Regions from separate parts of the Mus musculus genome. Here regions 2 and 3 are each linked to region 1. Evidence: chromatin contacts called from public promoter capture Hi-C data. All regions are on one chromosome and are shown on one strand. Each heading gives the region's core, a stretch centred on a gene start, on an enhancer-like site or on the middle of the called end of the contact. The rest is flanking DNA. Distances are from core to core; before and after follow the strand shown.

Region 1 (2,795 bases), core at 232-2,731:
ATAAGAATGGGTAAATGCAGTCCGGTTGGGACCTAGCATAAACAAGACTAAGTTCTTTTGGTGAATATGGCTACTAGATGACAAAACGGGTTGTGGTACCTTGGAGGTTCCCTCCAAGAACATTACTGTTATCAGCAACGGGGTGCGTTCCCAGCCTGACTCTTGGAAAATTTCATTTAGAGTGTCCTAATATGAGTATGTATGAACAGAAGTTCTGTTTATGAAAGTCTGAGCACGTTTTTACGACGCTGAAAAGTGTGCAGGAAATAAATAAATACATAAGAAAGATCAGAGGCAGAACTAGTTCCAGGCCAGCCTGAAAGAGTTCCAGGACAGTCAGGGTTACATTGAGAGATTTTACTTCAAAACAATACTGCTTCCTCCCACCCCCACGCCTCCTTCCCAAGAAACTACAGAGGTGGGAATACAGAGGTGAGTCTGGGAAACCCTCAGCAGGGAAGATGAGTATAATGCATTCATACACGCATACATTTGTGTTTATTTTACCGTCAAAGCACAAAATGGAAGTGCATCAAGCTCTTCGTTATATATCCACATATTAAACCTGTATAGACTAGAGGGTTAGAATTTAAACACCATCTTCTGCGGTGGGCATTTTAAGAGATTATAAATAGCAATAAAAATAGAGTGATCGGAACGCTGGTGCTCAAGGCTAGCGCCTCAGCCCCAGGATTCTGGCAGCCCCTCCTCTGCAGGACCCCGGGCTGTCCCCTCCGCCAATGACCGAGCCCGAGGAGCGGCCCAGGGGAGGGCTAAGATCTGCTGGAACGCGCCCTGTCAACTTTGTAGTCCAGTCACCTACGTCGGTTGGTAGCGGCCGCTGTGGCTTTAAATGGCCGGGGGATTTCGAATCGGGGAAGGCGGGAGGTCAGGCCGTGGGGCGCCCCCGTCGCGGGGAGCACCCCCGCTCGCCGCGTCCCTGCGCCGGAGCGCGACCGCGCGGCTTTGTCTCCAGCGTCGCGCCCTGCACTTCCCCGTGCGCAGCCTGTAACCCGAGCTCCCATTTCCTGGTGGATTCTCTTAAAGCGGCCGCGGTCGCCGCGCAGAACAAAGGCCATTGTCTCGCTTCCTCCTGCGGCGCCGCGTCCTTCCCGGAAAGCCCCTTCCTAGACTGCGGTCCCCAGGCTGCATTTGCGCCTCTGGGAGTGCACAGAAAAGCCCCTACTGTGCGTGGCCCAGGTCCTCCTGAGGCGCAGCCAGGGGAGTCGGGAGAGAGATGAACCAGGCTTGCTGGTCCTTGGGCCACGCTGCAAGGTTCCCCAAAGGCGTCCTCCGCCTCGGGGCGGCCCAGTGGGCATCCCGCGCCCCTCCCCCGCACGCCTTTTGATTTCTCCGCGGCCCGCGGTAACCCGAGCTTTTATTTCCTGGTGGCTCCTTTAAGAGGCAGAGCCGGGTGCTGGGAATTCACGTCAGTTTCTGCCCTGAAACTCTCAAGATCAATGAGCAGAGAGCTTTCTCAGTTCTGCCTTTCAGTTTCTCTCTTCCAGGAAGGAAAACATTCGAGAAAGAGAGAGGGAGGGAGGGAGCGAGGGAGCGAGAGAGCGAGCGAGCGAGCGCCGCGGGAGGGCGGGCGCGCCGGCCGCGGGTGGGAGGAGACACGCCAGGCCGGCCTGCTGCGCCCGGGTCGCCGCGCCGCGACCCGCACACCCCACGCCGTGCTCGCCGGCTCCTACGCCCCCGCACCTCGCGCCCAATCCGCGCGTTGAGAAGAGCCCCCCCTCCCCCTCGGGCGGCCGCCGCCAGCGATGCTGCAAGAAACTTCTTAAACGACCGCATCCCGCTGCCCCGCCGAGCGTTTCTGGGTTGGGGAGAGGAAAGGAAAGTGGAAAAAAACTGAGAACTTCCTGATCCCTTTCGCTGTGAGACATGTCTGAGACTCCTGCTCAGTCTAGCATTAAGGTAACGATCGGATTCCCCTCCTTCCTCCGCTGGGCGATCGGAACCCCCTTACCCCGGGGCTGCTGGTGCAGTTGCTAGGCTGGCGGGGAATTATTTGGGGCGCGAGGGAAAAGGAGATGCAGCTCGCGGCCGCGCTGTACCCTTTAGTGTAACCTTGCTGCACCCCTCTCCGCCGAGATCCTCTTGGGCTCCTGCCTCCCCCCCCCACTCCCTTTCTTTCTTTCCTTTTTTTAATAGTATAGAATAGAGTTTATTTAGGGCAAGGGGAGGGGAGTCAAGAGGGTAGTTGTGGCAGAAAAAAGCAGAGAGAGGGAGAGAGTAGAGAAGTAGAGGCAGGCCATGAACACGTGGAGAGAGAGGGAAGGGAATAGGGAAGGTAGGGGGAAGGTAATAGCCCAAGAGGACAAGAGAGAAAGAGAGCCCCACTCCCTTTCTTTTTGACAATGTAATGCCGCTCTCAATTGGTAGGAGGAACCCGGGTTGTCTTCAGATCTGTAGAGCACCTCCGTAATTAGTGCGCTTAAAAATAAGAAAGGAAAAAGAAAAACCCTTTCTCTTTATTCCTACGCATAACGTGAGACTGAATTGTAACTTTTGTTCCCAAGGGGTGGTCTCTAGGGAAAAAGTTCTAGGGGCTCCACTAGGATGCTCTCTCTCTCTCTCTCTCTCTCTCTCTCTCTCTCTCTCTTTACGCCCCTCCTCCCCCCCCCCCCCCCGTTCTATCACACAAGAATTTTACCCTCTCTTCTCTTCTGATTGTGATTGCAAGTCCTAAGACAGTCTTGGTGTCAGCTTTTCCTGGGCATTGCACAATGAAAAAAAAAATTAAACCAAGGTGAATAAAGTTGCTGAATAGTTGTTTTACGCTAGTGCAT
Region 2 (2,718 bases), core at 115-2,614, 2.8 Mb after region 1:
AGGCTCCAAAATTTTAGCCTTCGTTGTCTCATCCACAGCTGTACTCACTATCAACACTTAAAATAAATCTGCTGAAAGACCGCACCAAGTTTCTGCCACACAGAAAGCATTGAACACGAGATAACCATATCTTAATGAAATGCCAGGTTCCTGCTCCAGGAACTGTAGGAACAGTCTCCTATTTCTTCAGCCAGTGAGAAGACCCGTAAACATCAGATGTAAAAACCTAGAGATCTGAAAAACAAAACTACCGTTTTGAGTAATGTGTACAGAAAGCCGGTAAGCAGACCTGAGTCCAGGGGCCTAAGGAAGCGACTTCCTGGATCCAGAGTTAAACCCATCTGGGTATGGAGCATCGAATACAAGTACTTTGAAGGAGCAGCAAGGGCTGTGACTAACCTACTCTGAAGACTTAAATGAGACACATATGGTCTGTGGAAGCTGAAACAGAAGGACCACCGAAAGACTTATACCAGCCTGAACTAAATGGTAGACATCCGAGTGCTCCTCTTCCCCCAAACCCACGTGCTTAAGGCAGAGAAACAGCTACAGCTGAGAAAGCCAAGTTTAAGCTACAGGGTGACTTTATTGTGGGGTTCCAAGCCTCCACACCTGCCCTCATTCAGGTCCACTGTCTCTACAGGAGCTTTTTTCCCCTTTTTAGAGCGTCCGCAGAGGCTGCACCCTAGCACTCTGGGGCTGTCAACTCAACAGACACCTAAAAAAACTCATTCACGCAGACCACTCCGCAAGCATTCTGAGCAGGTCCCAGGCGGTAGGCGGGGCCACCAGCCCAAGTCCTCCAATGAAAAAGTGCACCCAGGCAGCTCAATTTGCATACAAGACAAAGCATACCAAATACAAAAAGTAATGAGACGCTCATAACTAGTGAGAACTACAAATGTCCACAGCTCCTTTCTGATGCTTTGTGGGCCCTGAAAAGGGCCTTTGTGGATGGGGGAAGCCGGCCAAGGGAACGGCCTAGGCACAGGAGGGCTCGCTTAGCCGCCGAAGCCGTACAGAGTGCGGCCCTGGCGCTTGAGCGCGTACACCACGTCCATAGCCGTAACCGTCTTGCGCTTGGCGTGCTCGGTGTAGGTGACGGCGTCGCGGATCACATTCTCAAGGAAAACCTTGAGGACACCGCGAGTCTCCTCGTAGATGAGACCCGAGATGCGCTTCACGCCGCCACGCCGAGCCAACCGCCGGATAGCGGGCTTGGTAATGCCCTGGATGTTGTCGCGGAGAACCTTGCGGTGTCGCTTGGCGCCACCTTTCCCCAGACCCTTGCCGCCTTTTCCTCGTCCTGACATATTAGTAAACAACCTAATAAAGAGACAGGAGAAACTACAGTAATCCGCCGCCGAGCAAGAGCTTATATTTCCTGGGAGCGGACCTGATTGAAAACAGCAAGGAGTGGGCGGAGCTCTAGACTCCACCCCCTGGCTCTTTGTGCTCTGCTGTCTCCCAAGAACCATAAAACCCTTTCGGTTCCCTCTCCAAATTCCAGGAACCCTAGCACATTTGAAAGTTTAAATAATATAAGGTAACAATCTATTTCTCCTCTTTTTTTTTTTTAGCACAAATAAAAACGGCGCATCATGCTTGTTATCTTCAGTGCACGCTGATTCGGTATTTTCTAAGCAGCATGCTTGTTTTTACACAACTTTAATGTGAAAATGAAAAGAAGCTAGCAATAGAAATCTAGCTTACTAGGTCTTATACCGAAGCAGTTTACATTTTCACGAGAGAGTCTTTTGAGGGGATAGAAGTGTTTTAGTGCCTTTCTTTTGTGGCCACGATAAGAAAATTATGCTAGTTCCCACTTCCTATTTGGTTTCAACTGTTTCTGCAGTGTATGGATTTTCTGCTCCTGCATTGCAAACACATTGGTATTCGCTTTTCAGCCAATTGTTCCTATAGTTACTTAGCTGAACTATTGTAACTTGTCATTTAGATCCGAGGTCCTTGTTGCTTGCGTTTAAAAGAGACCTGGTGACTCACATCTGTAATTTAGGCTCTCCGGAGGCTGAGGCAGGATTGCCAAGAGCTGGGGCCAGCCTAGGCTAGACAGACTCAAATACATTTCCCCTCCTCCCCACTCAAATAGCTTGTAAAGTACCAGAAGTCAAAAGCATGACTCCGAATAACAGGACTGTCCTTAAGTTTGTTTCGTTTTTAAAGACAGCAGGTTTTGGGCTGGAGAGATGGCTCAGTGGTGAAGAGCACTGACTGCTCTTCTGAAGGTCCTGAGTTCAAATTCCAGCAACCACATGGTGGCTCACAACCACCTGTAATGAGAACTGATGCCCTCTTCTGGTGTGTCTGAAGATAGCTACAGTGTACTTACATATAATAAATAAATAAATCTTAAAAAAAAAGAAAAAGGCAGCAGGATAAATGCGTTTAGTTTGTAGTACTTTACAATTCCCATTAGTTCCACAACTCAAACAGCATTTCATTTGTTTGTCCCCTCCCTGTCTCTTAGAGATTGAGCTCTAGGATAGCTGGAGGGGGAAGAAGCCTTAATCATTGAATTTTACCTCATGATTTTAAATCCCTTGCTCTTCAGAATTCTTACCAAAATGAAAGCTGCTGCCAGAATACTTATTCAAATTTGTAAAACTGTGTGTCAACAAACAAACAAACAATCAACAACAACACACACAAAAAAAAGAGAGAAAAGCAAAAAGAAAGCAAAGAGACCTTTCCATAAAC
Region 3 (2,858 bases), core at 316-2,815, 2.8 Mb after region 1:
CAAAACCAATTGAGAAATATTCTAACAATGCAATGCAAACCCTGAGGACATCTTTCCGACCTGTATAAGGGGATATGAAACAGGAGTGGAGATAATGAATCTGGGTTAAAGACAAATACATGCTCTTTACTTTCTCCTTAGACTGCTCATTCCACACGCCAGATGGCAAAATGCAATCCATTCAAACATATTTATCTTGATTTAATACCAAATCAAATGATTTATGACTCTCAAACAAAAGAAATAAAAAATGAAGTATTAGAACTCCTCAAACTTAACATTAAAGTATATTCTTACTAGCACATATGACTCCTGATTTATGTATTTTGAGGGAATTAAAAGTGGTAGTCACGGTAGGGAAATATTTTAAGGCCAGGCTTTCATTATTATCACTTCTTTCTCTTCCATTCCAAATGAATGAAACTTCCAAAAATTAGCCTTGCCCATAGTAAAAAAAGGAACAAATATTTCCTGTTCAAAGTGTGCGACACTTTCCTACAGGCTACATCTCCTGTGGCTCCCCCTTTAAGCATTAAACAAATCTACTTTCTTTCTACATTAGGAAAGGGAAGATCCCGAGGTAAATTTGAGACTCTAATTCCCTTGGCTCCTTAGGTGGGACTCTGTAAGTTGTTTTAGTTAATGCTTTTTTTCATCAAGCGTTCAGCTGGCCGGCTCCCTGCTGCTTCCCAGATATTTCAGAACTGATCGGTGTCGATTATGTCATTACAGATGTTTCTCTATCAGAAAGCAGAAGGGGCAGGAGTTTGGGAAGAAGGGAAGAGAAGGGTACTGACTATAGGGAACTACAAAAAGGCACGGATACAACAAATTCTATTTTTGATCTTTTCTTTAGTGTTTCCCTTCTTAAACCAGCCTCGGGCTCTCGTTTTGACGCCATCCCATCACACACACCTAAAAACCAATCAGCTACGAGTCAAGGAGAATTTTTACAAGACCATAGTGCCTCTGCCTGCAAACGTTGGCAGAGACAAGGTCAAAAGACCATGGGAACCCAGGCAGCACAAACGCAACCCGACCGGTCCGGTCCGGTCCGGGTCCACTCCAGGAGGCCTCACAGCAACTGCCGAAACCATAGCGACGGTTGATAGCGACTCGAGCGGCTAGACGTCAGCCCGCCGCCACCGGTCGCCGCACTCGGGCGGTGGGTCTGACCCGGCGGGAGATCCCGCCCGAGAACCCGTCGGACGCAGTGCCAGGCCGGCCCCGAGCCCTGAAACCCGAGGCTCCCGCCACCCCGGGCCCAGCGGAGGAAGAGCGCGGCCTCTGGGCCTGGTGTTTCAGAGAAGGCTTCGCAGGCCCCGGGGAGGGTCGCGGAAAACGGAGCACCGAGTCCCCACGCACTCACACGACTGCGAGGCTCCCGGGACGGCGAGAGCAGCTAGCGGGCGGTCCCGGAGGACTCTCTGCGAAGGGGCCTTCACCTCTGCCCCTCGGTCAACCACCCGGGAACCGCCATCTTGAAACCTCGCGCCCCTCCGCCAGCTCACGTCACTTCCTGTTCCCGCTGGCCGCGATCTCACCGCGTTGCCAGGCACTGGGCCCATAGAGCGAATACAACAACTTCAGAGCCAGAGGTACTTCCGCTCTCATTCACTATCCGATTGGATAACTATAGGCCAAGAGACCCGCCTCATTCCAGAGTATTGTAGATTGACACTAATATAACCCAATAGAAATAAAAAGTAAGGAAGCTGCTATTTGATTGGCCAATTGTTCTCAGAATTCTGACGCATTTCCGCAACTGCTTCTCTCTGGGGACACACTAGGTAGCGGTATGCGTACGCTTCTGTGTCGGCCATTGGATCTGTGTTAGTTGTCGTGTGTAAATGGATGCTGTTTTTCAGGAATGCTTCCATAGAAAACAAGTTAGGTAATAACACTGGGCACCGAGTCTAAGGTGCTCAGCAAACATCAGCCCTCTAAACCTACAGCATGTGATGAACTGAACAAATAGTTCCTAGGGGAGACTCATAAATCTACACGAAAATGTATATTTTAAAAGAGAAACGGTACATTTGTCGATTTTCCAGAGGAGAAGTTATTACATAACACTTCAAATGAACTTTGCATCAACCCAAACTCCTTTATGATGTCATTGCACACTCTAGATTTATCTGAAGTCTTCCTTTGAGGGTTCTCTAGAGTCACAGAACTTGTGGATAGTCTCTATATAGAAAGGGACTTTGTTATGATGACTTACGGTCTGTAGTCCACCTCCCCAACAATGGTCAGCTGTGAATGGGAAGTCCAAGGATCTAGGAGTTGCTCAGTCCCACCAGGCTAGTAGATTCCAACTGATGGGCTGGCAAGTAAATGCAAGCAGAGGAGGAAGAGAAAAACTTCCATCTTCCAATGTCTTATAGATCTCCAGAAGAAGGTGTGGTTCAGATTAAAGGTGTGTACCGCCACGCCTGGATCTGGGCCTTGTACTCAGAGATCTTACCTTACTCTCCTGGGGATACATAGCCACTATGCCTCAAGATTTCCATGCCAAGATCAAGGTCAGAAACTTGTATTTCCCAGCCTCAAGATCTGGATCACAGGTGAACCTTCCAATTCTGGATTGTGGTTTGTTCTAGATATAGCTGATAACCAGAAATAGCTATTATATTTCCCTTCTACATCCCCATTCCTTAAGACTCCTCCCCATCCTTTCCCCTTAAAGGTAAGCATTTAAAACGAAATCTTCATAAAGTGTGAACTTGGTCTGTCTCGAAAAAAAACCAAAAAGCAAAACAAAACAACAAAAAACCAAAAACAAAAAAACACAAATCAAAAAACCAAAAACACCCTCACACTTGGTTATTTTTCAACTTAGTTTCAGCATCCTTAAC

What was found. Capture Hi-C pulls out chosen DNA fragments and counts their contacts.
Region 2: a contact with region 1 is called in a promoter capture Hi-C map of liver, with 6 times the contacts expected there. The contact joins the promoter of H4f16 here to the promoter of Etv6 in region 1. A contact is called at or near these places in 1 of 39 promoter capture datasets (liver) and 1 of 9 other capture datasets (liver).
Region 3: a promoter capture Hi-C map of adipose tissue shows a contact between it and region 1, with 4 times the contacts expected there. The contact joins the promoter of Wbp11 here to the promoter of Etv6 in region 1. A contact is called at or near these places in 1 of 115 datasets of contacts at active chromatin or transcription factors (large pre-B cells) and 2 of 9 other capture datasets (adipose tissue and liver).

The regions. Positions count from the first base shown.
Region 1 is chr6:134,034,219-134,037,013 of GRCm38.p6, forward strand. It overlaps Etv6 (ets variant 6), which reads left to right and starts at 1,482. Exons shown (of 8, transcript NM_007961.4): 1 at 1,482-1,920. The coding sequence starts at 1,888. Gm46977 reads right to left here and starts at 1,094. Exons shown (of 4, transcript XR_001785383.2): 1 at 824-1,094.
Region 2 is chr6:136,803,067-136,805,784 of GRCm38.p6, forward strand. H4f16 (H4 histone 16) reads right to left here and starts at 1,365. Exons shown (of 1, transcript NM_175652.3): 1 at 927-1,365. The coding sequence starts at 1,313. The coding sequence ends at 1,002.
Region 3 is chr6:136,826,651-136,829,508 of GRCm38.p6, forward strand. Wbp11 (WW domain binding protein 11) reads right to left here and starts at 1,566. Exons shown (of 12, transcript NM_021714.4): 1 at 1,370-1,566. It overlaps BC049715 (cDNA sequence BC049715), which reads left to right and starts at 2,193. Exons shown (of 3, transcript NM_178776.3): 1 at 2,193-2,419.